Linked DNA regions of Mus musculus: regions 1, 2, 4 and 5 are each linked to region 3. Evidence: chromatin contacts called from public ChIA-PET, HiCAR-type and HiChIP or PLAC-seq data. All regions are on one chromosome and are shown on one strand. Each heading gives the region's core, a stretch centred on a gene start, on an enhancer-like site or on the middle of the called end of the contact. The rest is flanking DNA. Distances are from core to core; before and after follow the strand shown. Region 1 overlaps Abcc9 (ATP-binding cassette, sub-family C (CFTR/MRP), member 9). Region 2 overlaps St8sia1 (ST8 alpha-N-acetyl-neuraminide alpha-2,8-sialyltransferase 1). Region 3 holds the start of Cmas (cytidine monophospho-N-acetylneuraminic acid synthetase). Region 4 has its middle 22 kb from the start of St8sia1. Region 5 has its middle 12 kb from the start of Kcnj8.

Evidence for each region. ChIA-PET counts read pairs in DNA pulled down with a chosen protein or histone mark. HiCAR-type assays count read pairs that join an accessible place to other places. HiChIP or PLAC-seq counts read pairs in DNA pulled down with a chosen protein or histone mark.
Region 1: a HiCAR-type map of embryonic stem cells shows a contact between it and region 3, with 4 times the contacts expected there. The contact joins the enhancer-like site here to the promoter of Cmas in region 3. A contact is called at or near these places in 7 of 39 promoter capture datasets (cranial neural crest, epiblast stem cells, frontonasal cranial neural crest and 3 more), 2 of 115 datasets of contacts at active chromatin or transcription factors (both in embryonic stem cells) and 1 of 9 other capture datasets (liver).
Region 2: an RNA polymerase II ChIA-PET map of effector CD8 T cells shows a contact between it and region 3, with 31 read pairs. The contact joins the enhancer-like site here to the promoter of Cmas in region 3. A contact is called at or near these places in 2 of 39 promoter capture datasets (the HPC-7 cell line and macrophages), 1 of 484 Hi-C or Micro-C datasets (nephron progenitors) and 2 of 115 datasets of contacts at active chromatin or transcription factors (effector CD8 T cells and embryonic stem cells).
Region 4: an H3K27ac HiChIP or PLAC-seq map of embryonic stem cells shows a contact between it and region 3, with 7 read pairs. The contact joins the enhancer-like site here to the promoter of Cmas in region 3. A contact is called at or near these places in 6 of 39 promoter capture datasets (the HPC-7 cell line, embryonic stem cells, hematopoietic stem and progenitor cells and 3 more), 1 of 484 Hi-C or Micro-C datasets (Th1 cells) and 4 of 115 datasets of contacts at active chromatin or transcription factors (embryonic forebrain and embryonic stem cells).
Region 5: a contact with region 3 is called in an H3K27ac HiChIP or PLAC-seq map of trophoblast stem cells, with 5 times the contacts expected there. The contact joins the enhancer-like site here to the promoter of Cmas in region 3. A contact is called at or near these places in 8 of 39 promoter capture datasets (the 3T3-L1 cell line, 3T3-L1-derived adipocytes, the C10 cell line and 5 more), 1 of 15 datasets of contacts at CTCF or cohesin (CD8 T cells), 1 of 484 Hi-C or Micro-C datasets (natural killer cells), 14 of 115 datasets of contacts at active chromatin or transcription factors (craniofacial prominence, double positive thymocytes, effector CD8 T cells and 8 more) and 4 of 9 other capture datasets (adipose tissue, embryonic stem cells, liver and 1 more).

Annotation. Positions count from the first base shown.
Region 1 is chr6:142,601,530-142,604,229 of GRCm38.p6, reverse strand. Abcc9 (ATP-binding cassette, sub-family C (CFTR/MRP), member 9) reads left to right here. Exons shown (of 40, transcript NM_011511.2): 34 at 1,053-1,183; 35 at 2,376-2,454. Among named protein-coding and RNA genes, the nearest start is that of 5330439B14Rik, 12 kb to the left of the region's middle. Within about 2 kb of position 1,314, at least 1 of the 459 cell types and tissues checked has an H3K27ac peak or open chromatin away from gene starts, as enhancers often do. A contact at or near this core is called in embryonic stem cells, where this site is marked.
Region 2 is chr6:142,914,273-142,916,972 of GRCm38.p6, reverse strand. The region is part of intron 1 of St8sia1 (ST8 alpha-N-acetyl-neuraminide alpha-2,8-sialyltransferase 1); the gene reads left to right. Among named protein-coding and RNA genes, the nearest start is that of St8sia1, 49 kb to the left of the region's middle. Within about 2 kb of position 1,337, at least 89 of the 459 cell types and tissues checked have an H3K27ac peak or open chromatin away from gene starts, as enhancers often do. A contact at or near this core is called in the HPC-7 cell line and effector CD8 T cells, where this site is marked.
Region 3 is chr6:142,755,326-142,758,025 of GRCm38.p6, reverse strand. Cmas (cytidine monophospho-N-acetylneuraminic acid synthetase) reads right to left here and starts at 1,340. Exons shown (of 8, transcript NM_009908.2): 1 at 1,000-1,340. The coding sequence starts at 1,253. It overlaps LOC115490443 (a long non-coding RNA gene), which reads right to left and starts at 718. Exons shown (of 2, transcript XR_003956544.1): 1 at 1-718.
Region 4 is chr6:142,985,466-142,988,165 of GRCm38.p6, reverse strand. It overlaps a transcript of St8sia1 not described here. Among named protein-coding and RNA genes, the nearest start is that of St8sia1, 22 kb to the right of the region's middle. Within about 2 kb of position 1,250, at least 6 of the 459 cell types and tissues checked have an H3K27ac peak or open chromatin away from gene starts, as enhancers often do. A contact at or near this core is called in embryonic stem cells, where this site is marked.
Region 5 is chr6:142,557,868-142,560,567 of GRCm38.p6, reverse strand. No RefSeq gene overlaps it. Among named protein-coding and RNA genes, the nearest start is that of Kcnj8, 12 kb to the left of the region's middle. Within about 2 kb of position 1,382, at least 4 of the 459 cell types and tissues checked have an H3K27ac peak or open chromatin away from gene starts, as enhancers often do. A contact at or near this core is called in trophoblast stem cells, where this site is marked.

The DNA of each region.
Region 1 (2,700 bases), core at 65-2,564, 150 kb after region 3:
ATGGTCTGCATTCGATGTGAATCTCAATTGAGCTGCATTGCTTTGCCTAAAACGTTCCGTGGCTCTCTAGCTAGAAAAGCACACGGTCTCGGTTATAGCTGAGGTCACTAAGTGACCTTTCACTTCCTGCCCTGTCCCATTTCTCATTCACCCACACACTTCTTCCCTAGACACGATAGCATGATACGTTTTCCTTTCGTCGTTATTCTTCTCATACACACATTTGAAATCAGTTCCCTGAGAATCGCCTCAAGAACTGCTTTAAAAAAAAATTAATCATTCCATTTGTTTGTATCTCAAATGATATCCCATGTCCCAGTGTCCCCTCCACCAACTCTCCATCCCACATTTGCTCTCCCCCACTCCTGGATTATGCAGTTCTCCAGCCTCTGTGCTCACAGAGTGCTTTGTGTTTGCGTCCCCATGAGGCTGTCCACTTAGAACCGCAGGTGCAGACTTCTTGCCTGCCTCCCAAGTTATAGCTCCTATTTTCAAATAACCGAGACGCTCACATTATAAACGTTGGTTGTTTGAGAATCCACTTACGTAGATACCATTCAGAAGTGAACTATCTTTGAATAGCGTGGAATACTGGGACGCAGAAGAAGCCAGAGGATGTTAATGCCCACCCCACCCCACCCCCAGCCCCAGGTTAAACTTGTAAGAAAAACAGGGACAGCAGGAGGGGTTCATTAAAAGAATGAAGAGGTCAGCAGGAGTGGAAGGAAGCTAAGGGAGGGTAGGTCGGGGTGAAGAAAGGACACAGTACTTTGTGTATCTGCATGGAAGTTTTAAGAGTTAAACTTTAAGGAAAGAAAATAACTCAAAAAAATTTAAAATTCTCAGTCAATACTGTTTACTCTGGCTCTATTTATTTCAAAAACTAAGCTACCACAGTTTGATTCGGAACTACAATGAATTTATGGAAAATTATATATACCTATATATTTACATGTTAAAGTTACTCCTGGACATTGTATGTATATTTAAATGTGTGTGTCCCTTTCCTCGTCTCTCTTTAAACTACTGTTTGTCTATTCTGCTTCTCCAAGATCCTTCTCAAGTCCCAGAGCACTGGCCACAGGAAGGCGAGATCAAGATTCACGATCTGTGTGTCAGATATGAAAATAACCTGAAGCCCGTTCTGAAACATGTCAAGGCTTACATCAAACCCGGGCAGAAGGTATGGGATTCACACGATCCGATTGCTTGTCTGCATAGATCTTTGGTGGAGCCCCCATCACCACATGAATGGGGGACATCACCATGTCAGTTCCCACCCTGGGTGTCCAGGCTCACATTCTGCATATGCTGTGGGCAAAATCATCTGCATGAAAAAGAAAGGGAAAGAGCAGATCCAAGCAGGATACTACATGCTCCTGAGTTATTCTGCCCTTAGTTAGCCTCATATCAAAAACCAACCAGGCAGGCATACTGTTTAAAATTTCTGATTTCTGGCACAGCGACATCTCCTTGGTGCCTTCATTCTAGATTTAATCTGAAAATAATTTCTTTTAATTCATATTAAAAATGATGCCAAGAAGTGCTTGCTGACAGGAGCCCGGTATAGCTGTCCCCTGGGAGGCTCTGCCAGAGCCTGACCAATACAGATGTGGATGTACACAGCCAACCACTGGACTGAGAGCAGGGACCTCAATGAGGAAGTTAGGGCAAGGACTGTAGGAGCTGAAGGGGTTTGCAACATCATAGGAAGAACAACAATATCAACCAACCAGACCCCAAACCTCCCAGGGACTAAACCACCAACCAAAGAGTACACATGGAGGCATCCATGGCTTCAGCTGCATATGTAACAGAGGACTGCCTTATCTGGCATCACTGGGAGGGGAGCCCCTTGGTCCTATGGAGGGTTGATGACCCAGGGTAGGGGAATGCTAGGCCGTTAAGGCAGGAGTGGGTGGGCAGGTGGGGGAGCATCCTCATAGAGGCAGGGGGAAAGAGGAGGGGATGGGGGCTTGTGGAGGGGAAACGAGGAAGAGGTATAACATTCGAAATGTACATAAATAAAATAACCAATAAAAAATAAAGATTAAGTGAGGGGAAGTGGGCTTGTTAAACCCATCACCGCTCAGCTAAAACTGGACAGTTGTATGAAGGTCCAACCATAACTTGGTACTGAAATAAAGCCATAGATAGAGAACAACACAGCCACACAAATGTAAAAATCAGAATGCACTCATCAGGGGCTGAGTGGGGGCGTTACTTCTATCATAGTTCATGAGATCTAAGAAGAACGCTGGAGTGCAGTTATTTGAGCAGATTTGTACTTTTCCCATGACACCTTGACAAAACTAAAAATGCCTCCATCCCTTTCGTGCCTTTGCCTGAGTCTCTATCACTCCTGTTCTTCCCAGGTGGGCATCTGTGGTCGAACTGGCAGTGGGAAGTCCTCCTTATCCCTGGCTTTCTTCAGAATGGTCGACATATTTGACGGTGAGCTGTTAACTGAAATTTCGTCCTCCAGGTGTCCTCTCATGCGAGCATGCTTGATACCAGCACTGACAACCTGGACTCAGTCTCAAGACCTACAGACTGGAAGGACACACTGACTCCCATAGATTGTTCTCTAGCTTCCACGTGTACCGTGGTGTGTGTACCTGAGCTTGTCTGCACCTCCCCCCCCCACACACACACACAGGATTTGCTTTTTGTTTGCAGTGACTTGTGTTATTCATTGTG
Region 2 (2,700 bases), core at 88-2,587, 160 kb before region 3:
GTGCTCCCTGTGTCTCTCTGACTCTGTCTCCCTGTTTCTCTGTCTCCCTGTTTCTCTGTCTCCCTGTTTCTCTGTCTGTCTGTCTGTCTCTCTGTGTAAGTTGCTTTTCCATTTTCTTGTTTGTTCCTTTTTTTTGTGCAGAGCCCTGAAGATTGCTGTGGTTTCGTTGGTTAATCTGTGGTTGTAGCTTAAGCTTGTTTGCCCTTTCCTTATGTTTTCTGAAGGCAGATCTTGCTTTCTTAATTTTTGAGTCTACTTTCACATCTGAAGAGCCTACCACAATGTTACCTAAGAATTAAAAACAAAACAAACCCTTCATTACACATCCTATGATGACATTCCAGCCGATGCACCTAATGGCTCCGCTTTGTTTTTATTCTTGTGTAGCCCAGGGTGGCTGTAAATTTCTTATTCTCCTGCCTCAGCCACCCAGTGCTGGAAGTACAGAGTGTCCCTGGTTCAACTGCTGCTTTCGAAGTTGTTGCCGTGGTCTCTGTAGGTGGCGAGCTGGGTTAGGCCCCTCCGGTCTGAGGCATGTGCGTGGGCATCTTCTCTTTGTGCGCCCTTAGCACCTCATAGGTCAGCAGGACAGGTGGGTGTGGAGGATTTGTGGAGAGAGAGAGAAAATGTTGGAGAGGCGCCTGCACTGAAGAGAGCAACAAGATTGCAAATTTGCAATGTTTCTGGAAACATTTGTCCTCGAGGAACACCTGCTATCCTGCTATTTTTTTTTTTCGTCTAATTCTGCTTTCTCCCCTTAAAGGAATAAGAAGTCATTCATTAGCCTATCAAACTCGTGTAACTATTGGCTTAGACACTGGTTTCATTGTCTGTGACTTCATAAAAATGTGCCTGGATTTTTTTTTCCCTGTGTGGTTGTTTTTGTTTTGGGTTTTGTTTTTGCTTTTTATAATTCAGAGAGGAAACACACATGAACGTGATTTGTAAGCTGTCAGGTGCCAGGCAGAAGGCAGTGCTGTCACTCGACATTGGCAAGGTTTCCTTTGTGATTCTTTATACTGAGTTAAAGTGGAGTCCAGGTGAGAGCTTCAGTCCGGATGCAAGGGTCTGGTGAAAGCCGGAAAGACTTGAGAGAGAGCCCCATCCAGCCATGGTGTTGGTTGTGTGAGCTGAGACAGACTGTGGGGAGAGAATCATAAGGCTGCCCAGCTCCATGGTATGGTGGGAACCGAGTGGAAGCCCTGTCCAGAAGGCGTGTGCTGTCTGGCAGGCACTGGGCCCATTTGTGCAAAAGATTCCTTAGGTAAAGAAAGGGGAAGTGGGTTGGTATGGCTCTGAGCAATTGGCAAACAGAGAGGAAACAGCCTAGACATGGTCGCAGAGGTCTGCATGTGTGTTCTTCCTGTGGCCCAGGCATGTCTTTAAACCACAGGTGGTGCATTTTTGTAGATGCAAATGGAATTTAATGACACTCACAATAATTTTCGTTGCTCAAAGAACAAAAGAAAATGAGATATCACCAGACCCGTGACAGGAAACCCAAACTCAGTGCATTCTCCCTAAAGTTTACATTCACGCGGGTGGGACGTCTCTCTGTATTAAGAGATTGTTTTTTATCATGTAGCTTACTAGAGTGCTCTTTTGACAAAATATAGGGATAACTTGTGAGCTGAGCATGGTTGTGAATAGTCCTTAGCATTCAGTAGTCAGGAGGGTGATGAACTTAAGACCAGCCTGGTATACACAAAGAGAGCCTGATGATAATGGCAATGATGTCGATGGTGGTGGGTGGGACAGGAAAGGGAAGAACAGTCTATGATCAATGGAATGCTGGTATAGTTGCAAAATATGGCATTAACATCTTTGATGTGGGGGATGGTAGGGGGTAAGACTTTTATCCCCTGCCCTCTTCCCATTGAAACTAGTGTGAAGGGGAGGCCAGCCAAGATAACCTAGCATGTCTAATGAGATGTTAGTTACTCTCCTCTGGCAACTCACGGTCACACCAGCAGTGTGCTTTAGTAGGTGCTTCCTGGTGCACTCGAGGTGTGCCATCGTGTCTGCAGTTTGTCTTCCCAAGTGCCAGCTCATTTCCTCATTAAAGCTCAGCGCCTGATGGGTTTACCCATAGAGCAGTAACAAGGCCAGTAGTTGAGGAACCAACAGGAGTCTACAGGGTAGAACATTCAGGGCAGGCAATCCTGAGCGAGGGCGCTATTTCGAACACGGAGGGTGAACAGCCAAGGCAGAGGTCAGAGTGTTCAACTGTCAGTTTCCACAGAGGCTTACGTTAAAGGAGTGCTGAAGACAGTTTGCCTCGCCATTGTCTTAGACCATAGTGTTCCTTTCACGCCTGCTTCTATTCAGAGGGGCTGCTGAGGTCCTCTCTGTAATCGAGCCCTTAGTTTCTGGCATATTAGTTTGGACCACGCCATTTCATTCGCCTGTAGCATTCGTCCACACTGTTTTTAACCACCCGATAGTTACAGCCTGACGGCAGGTGTGTTTCTGCTGCCACAAAAGCCTAGTTGCCCTTCAGAGCCAGCTCAAGTCTTTCCAGGACCCAGATGGCTGGACTAATCCATGCATCTCCAAGGGTCATGCATATGTTTTGCCTCTGAACATATTTCAGACACACCTGAGAGCTAGAATGTTTTCCTGAAATATTTTTAAGTGAAATATTACTCAGTGACTGGGAGTGGGAGTCACTCAGAGTGTGATCTGCTCTGTGGAGTCTGC
Region 3 (2,700 bases), core at 91-2,590:
TGTTCTCAATCTATGGTCAGTATGACTTCAAACTCTTTTCCCTTCATAGATGTTACTTTGTCCCTGTGGCCTATACATAATTAACTTCTCACTCCTTTGCAGTCTGCATTCTGAGAGGTTTAAAAACACAAAACCAAACAAAAACCAATCGAGAGCTCCGTAAGGGATAGAACTGTGCACGGACCGTCTTGCTATCTCCTTGCGTGTGTATGGAAAAAAGTGGGGCTCAAGAAATGTTTACTGAGCTGAACCAAATTCACGATACTCCCCTATCTCTCCTCAGCACACTTCCTATTACGTGTTATTTTCAGAAGCCAGCTGTTTCTTTAGCTCCACCCAGAGCTTCCTTTGAGTCAAAACACAAAGAAAACTCATACATTTATATCTTTTGCTATCCCATCTTTAAACAATGTCAGTTGGGTGAAAAAAAAAATCTGCCTTCATAATATGGGGAAATCAATAGCCTTCTGAATCAATCATCTTAAAAGCCAAATCATCAAAAGGTAGCAATAAATTCAAGCAGAATTTGGATGCAGCTAGCACGGGCATTTAAATTCCTTGTTGGCAAAGGATTTTTATCTCCCTCCTTTGATGAATGGCATCAACTTGTAACTCCTGATCAATCCGGTGGAGGCCGAGAGGATGCAGAGATAAAAACTGCCTTTAGTGAGGCCAAAGTTCAAGAGGTAGGCTAAACCCATTCACACCCATAAAACAGTCATACCTCGTACACACGTAGGGACCATTTCCTCTTTGTGCTGACTCACAGCCTCACAGCCAGAGAATATTTTTTTCTCAAAGGTGAGGGAAGACTCTCTAAGCTGGGGAGCCCCAACTCGACTCCATTCATGCACCTGCTGCCTCCCGGGCCTTGCAGCACCCGGCAGTCTGCGCAGCCCAGAGGTGACAGGCGCCCATCAAGCAGGGGCGACCCAGGGTCAGGCCTGGGGACCCCGACCCCCGACCCCCGACCCGGGCCCGGCTCCCGCACATGCGCACCTCTGGAAGACCCCCGCATCCAGGGCGGCGCGCAGGACCCAGCCAATGAGCGGAACCCCCGCCAGGCGCTTGATGTTCTTCAGTGGGATGCCTTTGCTGCCGCCGCGGGCCAGCACCAGCGCTGCCAGGTGCGGCGGCTTCTCTAGGCCGCGCCCCGCGCCCCGGCTGCGCTGCAGCTTCGGGGGCCGGCCCCGGGACGGCCGTCCACGCGGGGCGGGCCCCGACGTGGCGGCCCCCTTCTCCAGCGCGTCCATCTTCCTCCCACGCCGCCGCTCCAACGTCTCCACATCCGGGAGCTCGGCCCCGCCGACTCCACTCGGTACCGCCCGCCTGCTGTGGCAGCTGTAGGCCACGCCCACGGCTCCGCCAGCCCCGGGGCACGCTGGGAGTTGTAGTTCCCCGCGCCGTCACCCTGCAGTGGGGCCGGCCAGGTGAGCTCAGAGGAGCCTCTAGTTGAATGGCGCTTTGTGCAGTGTTCAATAATGTCTGGAGATTTCTAAAATAAATGAGAATTAGTCCTCCTCCACTCATCTCCTCCTCTCCAGCCTCTTTCCGTTTTCCCATTTCTTCCTCCCCTTACACCTTCCTCCATTTCTTCCTTCTTCCCTTTTTTTTCCCTCTCCAACCACTCCCCATCAACATACTAGGTAACTTCAGGTCATGAGAAGCTGAGTCGGGTTTACTGGGCAACAGCCCCTAGCCATAAAGAATTGCTTAGTCCCAGCCTAATTGTTTCACAAACAATATTTTGGGCTCTCAAACAGTATGAGAGAGAGAGAGAGAGAGAGGGAGAGAGAGAGAGAGAGGCAGACAGAGAGAGAGGCAGAGAGAGGCAGACAGAAAGAGAGACAGAGACAGAGAGAGAGACAGAGAGAGAGAGAGAGACAGAGAGAGAGAGAGACAGAGAGAGACACACAGAGAGAGAGAGAGAGAGAGAGAGAGAGAGAGAGAGAGAGAGAGAGAGAGAGAGAATGTCTGTAAATGGGCTCAACCTGCAACAGCAGAAAGCTTGGGGCCCCTCGCTGTTGCAATAAATCAGTCTCAACCTGTGGGGATCAAGGTCTATCTTCTCTACCTCACTTTTCTTACAGTTATCATCATCCTCTTTTCTTACAGTTATCATCATCCTCTGCTTTGCTCTCTGACTGGAGCTAGCCTTGAACTCACTATATAGTTCAGATTAGCCAGGAACTCATGACATAGCTCAGGGTGGCCTGGAACTTGAGGCAATCTGGCTGAGCTGCCACTCCCAAGGAATGAATGAATGAATGAACTGAAGACCCTCCCCACTTGGAAACTTCTTAGTCCATACTATAGCATGGATCTATTTTATGATTTAATGCTTTTATATTAAACATCAATCTTCCTATGCTCCTGATTCATCTCCCTCTCCAAGAAATTGCCCCATTTTAATGTCCTACAGGTGCCTCGAACTCAACATTTTAAGCCATCGTCCCCCTCCCATGGGCTTGGCATTCCCTGCTAATTCAGCCAACAGTGTTACCTTCTGCTGGTGTGTCAGCTTTATTAATCCCTTCCAGTGTAGTGCACACCTGTTCCCTTCTAAAAAAAAAAAAAAACTTTTAAAAAGTTGTCTGATAAAATATATTCCTTTGAGAACCCACTGCCTCTCCCCAGGTGCGGGTGGGGTGTAAACACACATTCTTTTCATAGTAACAGTGTGTGACAATCTTGGCCCTT
Region 4 (2,700 bases), core at 1-2,500, 230 kb before region 3:
TATATCTATGGAAGACCCAATAACTCTGTCAACTAGCAGCTAGACTGAACCACCAGTCCTGTCTCAAGGGTAGCAGGATTCTGTGACTCCAGGCCACACCTTCCTCTTCCACCAACTTATTGTTTCATATCTTGTAGGTATGGAAAAATCAAGCTGTTTGATCCAGTTCTGGGTGTAGCACATATACCCCACTGAGCCTCTGACTTTGCCAAAATAGTGCAGCAGGCAAACGCAGAACTGAAAACCCAATTCACTGTTAGGGTCGAGTTCACCTCTGTGCCTGGCAGGAGGTTCTCTTTGCTTTTGTTACATCTCTCTGCACAGGGCTCTCCGGGAGCCACCGTAGCTCAGCCTTAGCAGCCCTCTACTTAGCAGGGCAAGTGACCCAGCTCAGAAATACCCAGGTACAGGTGCACATTTGCATACTTAAAAGGTGGGAGAAAATGAGTGTGGTTGCATAGGCGTGTTTGTGTGGTCCTAGCTTTCAGGAAGTCGAAGCAAGAAGAATATGAGCTCCAGGTCAGACTATGCAGCAAGACCCAGTCTAAACACAGGTAAAGTAACAGAGACAGGCAGGCAGGCAGGCAGGAGCATCTCACATTTCCATTTGTCTTACTTACTTTGCTTTAGAGTAAATCAGCTGATTTGTCCCCTTTTGAACCCATTTTGCTTCTGACATCATTATTGTGCTCAGAAGCAACCTATGTGGCTGTAGCCAAAAGATAGCTTGCTTTGTCTGTCCTTGCAGCCCGACATAAATTGGCTTAGGCGTGGAAAAGTAGTGTCAAAAGCTGGGAAGAACCTGCTTTATGTAGTGTGCTTAAATGCACACCTGCTTTGTTTTGTTTTAAAAACATTTTTCTAAACTTATGGGGTTCTTTTTTTTTAAAAGGATTTATTTATTTTATGTATATGAGTGCACTGTGGCTGTACAGATGGTTGTGAGCCTTCATGTGGTTGTTGGGAATTGAATTTTAGGACCTCTGCTCGTTCTGGTCAACTCCGCTCGCTCTGGTCAGCCCTGCTTGCTCAGGTCCTGCTTGCTCCAACCCAAAGACTTACTATTATTATTAATAAGTACACTGTTGCTGTCTTCAGACACACCAGAAGAGTGTGTCAGATCTCATTACAAGTGGTTGTGAGCCACCATGTGGTTGCTGGGATTTGAACTCAGGACCTTTGAAAGAGCAATCAGTGCTCTTATCAGCTGAGCCATCTCGCCAGCTCAGATGGACTGCCACGCACTCTGGTCGAGTCAGCTTGACAGGCCGAGAGGCTTGGAAGCTACCCACGAGGCAGAAGAGTTTCACAGAGACTCACTCCTAGAGTCTGGCGTTCTCTCTAACCCATACATCAATTTTCCATTCCCGCGTTAGTCTAGTGTATGGATCCACGTGCTCTCTTTTAGTATTATCCTATTATAAGTGCCTTTTAAGATTGAATTCTGACATAGCTAAAGCCTTTGCCAGTGTTCCAACAGTCCTAGAAAGTCCTTGAGCAAGACCATGGGCTTGGAACTCAGTAAGAATGTTGCTATTCAGTGACATTCAGAATTGCCTCTGGTACTACACTATCACTTTGAATAAAAGCTAGGTCACTGCCCTACACAGGAATTTACCATCACCTAGGAAGAAGGAAGTTTCAGACCTAAGGAGAAACCAGAATAGATACTTAGAACTATAGCTGAGTTACACCCATACACAGGTATTTACAATGGCCTAAGGGGAAGGTGGACTATACAATAGACTAAAATAGGAACTATGGCAAGGGCACGAAGCCCTTGACCCTGGCTTCTAAGATTAAGTGAATCTTAGGTGGAGCCCTTGTTGATCCCAGTTGTTAACAATGAATTCTATCCCAGGTGGTTCCTGTTAGACCTTCTGTGTTTGCATTCCTCTGTTTTATGTAAGAATCCAGTAACCTCTTTGTACCTTGCGAGTATGTCACCCAACTTCCTTATTGTCTTCTGTATAAAAAGTTTGATGCTCGATTTGACAAATTACATTCAGATTCTACACAACCTCTCCTGTGTGCATCTGTCAATTCATCCGACGCTTTGCCCACCCGTGACTAGAGACCGGTTCCACACAGACAAAGAGGCCCAGAGGGTCTGCGGCAATGGACACCTGTTAATAGGTGTTTAATCAGCACTTAATAAAGCTTCGGGCATATGTACAAAAATATTGTTTTCAATCTAACATCAGGAGTTATAACAATACATAAAAATGATTCAGGTTACAGATTGTTTTCTGTATTTTTTATTATTATCATCATTCTTTGCTCCTTTTTAAAAATACAGTCTAGTAGTTATCCCCCTCCGGGTTTGACCTCTGACAATTTCTCATCCCATTCCTCCTTCCCCCTCTCCAAGAGGATGTCCCCACAACCCCCCATCCCAGAAAACTTCCTCACTCCCTGGGGCTTCAAGCTGCTCCAGGGTTAGGTGTATCTTCTTGAGTCCAGACCCAGCAGTCCTCTGCTGTTTATGTGTTGGGGTCTCATATTAGCTGGTGTATGCTGTCAGGTTGGTGGCTCAGTGTCTGAGAGATCTTAGGGGTCCAGGTTAATTGAGACTGCTGGTCTTCCTATGGGGTCACCCTCCTCCTCAGCTTCTAGCCTTTCCTTAATTTAACCACAGAGGTCCCCAGAGGGAGGGATCTTAGATGAAATGCCCAACGGTGGGGGTGGACTAGGAATTCT
Region 5 (2,700 bases), core at 133-2,632, 200 kb after region 3:
CTATATGATAATTTATATCTCTGTATATCACTATCATTTATACTACATCTCCATCTCTGTCGATATAGATGATATAAACAGACAGATGCAGTCTTTGGTGAACTTGAGGAGATATACAGAGTTGGGAATGAAGCTGGAAAATGAACCCAGGAAGCCACATCAGAGACCAGGTAGAAAAGTCCTGGCTGTCATTCCCGAAAAGGTTGGTCTTTCTCCAGTTGCCTATGTCCAATACTTGAAGCCTTTGGCGAACTCTATTGAGTTCTATTGAACTCTATTTCTAACTGAGAAGGGGATCGTGACCTTAATTTTGCATACCACCAGTTCATCTTTTGCATTGTCAACACAAACTGAAGCAAGCCAGTGGTATGTAGATATTTAGCCTCAATCTGTGTTCATGCATACATGTTTGTGTGTGAAGATGGTGCATATGTCAGGTGTGTATTGTTAAAAAAATATGCATGTGGAGGCCAGACATTGATACTAGGTACCTTATTGTTTGTTGTTTTATTTTTTGAGACAGGATCTCTCATTGACTGACCTGGGGCTCATCACTGTGGCTAGGCTGACTGGTCAGCAACTCCAGGGAGTGCCTGTTTGTATTCCCGATGCTCTGGAGTTAGAGATGCATGAAGCTGTGACAGGTAGGGATGTGGATTCTGGGTCCAAACTTAGTTCTGCCCACTTGCACAGCAAGCACATCACCCAGTGAGCCTGTCTTCACTGCTGGGTATTCGTTTTTACATCACTAAAATAAACTGTTCTTGATACAATAGTTTCACCTCAGTTACCCCAGAGAGAATCAGAGGGACATCAGAGGCTTCCAATGTAGGTAGCAAAGTCCTTGGTGGGTGTGGGGGAGCCACTTGAAAAAGAGGATTGATGAAGATGTAAGACCTCTAATCAGACTTAGCCCCAATGCCTTATCTTGACCTGACATTAAAGGCCGATTAAGATTTTCACGAACTTGAACTTGAATCTTTGCAGTAAATTACCAGCGAGCATAATTGGAGTCACATCCTCTGAAGGTCTGTGGGGAATTCCCGTCACATTTGATGAGAATCGTGTAGAAAGATCCTGGGAAGAGCGTGGCCCTTGAGCTTCCTCTTGAGCCCCCTGTAGGGTTTGTTGTGGATACTTTCACACACTGCTCCTTGGAGACACAAATTTCAGTCCTTTCTCTGTCTTCTACATCCTGACAGTAATGCAATGAAGGAGAAGCAGAAGTCTTCTCGTTCTTCTTTATCTGAGATGAATTTACTCATCAAAGAGGAAAATTCTTTCACTATAAATTGCAAATCACAACACAACATCAACAAGAGGAGGAAATGCTTCACTACGCTTACTGATGACAATGTCCTCTCCAGAGGTCATTTCCTTGGGCCACTGGAGGACTGTGAGTTCTGAGTCACACTGTCAGACCAAGGCCAAGGGTGTTTAGAAACATCTATGGCTGAGGATCCTAGAATTTCACTCAGAAAGAGCCTTGGGCTAAGTGACAAAGAATAGCCAAGAACTATGGACTGACACTCTGTGTCAGGGAGAGAAGAGAACCAGGAAAGACAACAGCTCTGAGGGCAGGCAGTGTGGTGCTTCCTCTTTCAGAAATTGGCAAGGCAACGGTGTCATGGCTGTGGCATGTCCCCCGTCTCCTATAACTAAGTGACTGGGGGTGGGCATGATTTTGGTTTTGGCATAAAAGTGTCCCTTCTACATTTCTGGAACATGGCCCAGGGTTTTATTTGTTTGTTTGTTTTTGTTTTTCTGTCCCACATTTTCCATCTGATCTCTTTTGGGTAGAGTTGTCATATCTCTTAGCTTTTTCTTAGGGAAAACAAACACACCTAGTTATTTTTTTGCTCAGTGGTCAATGTCAGAAATAGTAGATGTTGTGTTTACATCATTACATGGATAAATAGATGCATGGAATAAGAATCTCCACTATATGCAAACTGCCTCGTTTGCATTCTTACTGTCTTGTTTCATAGGTGGCAGTCTCAAAGACATGTAACTCTCAAGGGCCAAAGGGTAAGAAAGAGCAAGGAGAGTGGGCAGATAAAATATCTCCACAGCAAAGATTTGGAAATTAGGTGTGAACGATATTTTATTTCTGCCCTAGAGAAAAGTGTGATGAGCTTGCCCTGCACTAAGAATCTGATTGGGGGCCGAAGAGATGCCCTGTGGTTAAGAGTATTTGCTGCCCATGCAGAACACCTAGGTTCGAGCCTCATGGCAGTGCTCAACCATCTGTAACTCCAGCTCCCGGGAATTTGGCATCCTCTTCTGGCCACCTTGGGTACTGTGCACATTTAGCGAATTTGCATACATGTAGGCAAAATACGCATAAGCGTCATAATAAAATAAGTAAAACTTAAATGCTTGTTCCTTAGTTGGAGTTCCCTTGCTCAACCTTCTGCATCGCAGACCAAGCTGTGTGTTTTTCTCCGCATTGTCTCTGTCAGGAGACAGTTCCACATTTATTGCCGTGTTCTCTACTGCCTATTTCTGTCCTTGCAACCACTCTCTCTGTTTTCCAAATGCAGAGTGCAAGAAAAAAGCACATAGCATGCAAGGGCTTCTTCAGGCTAGCTAGGGGTGGTTTTGCCTGAGATGGCAATTGTGTTCCAGGTTTAAAAAGTTCACATTTGGCGCTTATGTCAAATTCGAGAATGCCAAAACTTTCATCTGTATACCACGGGT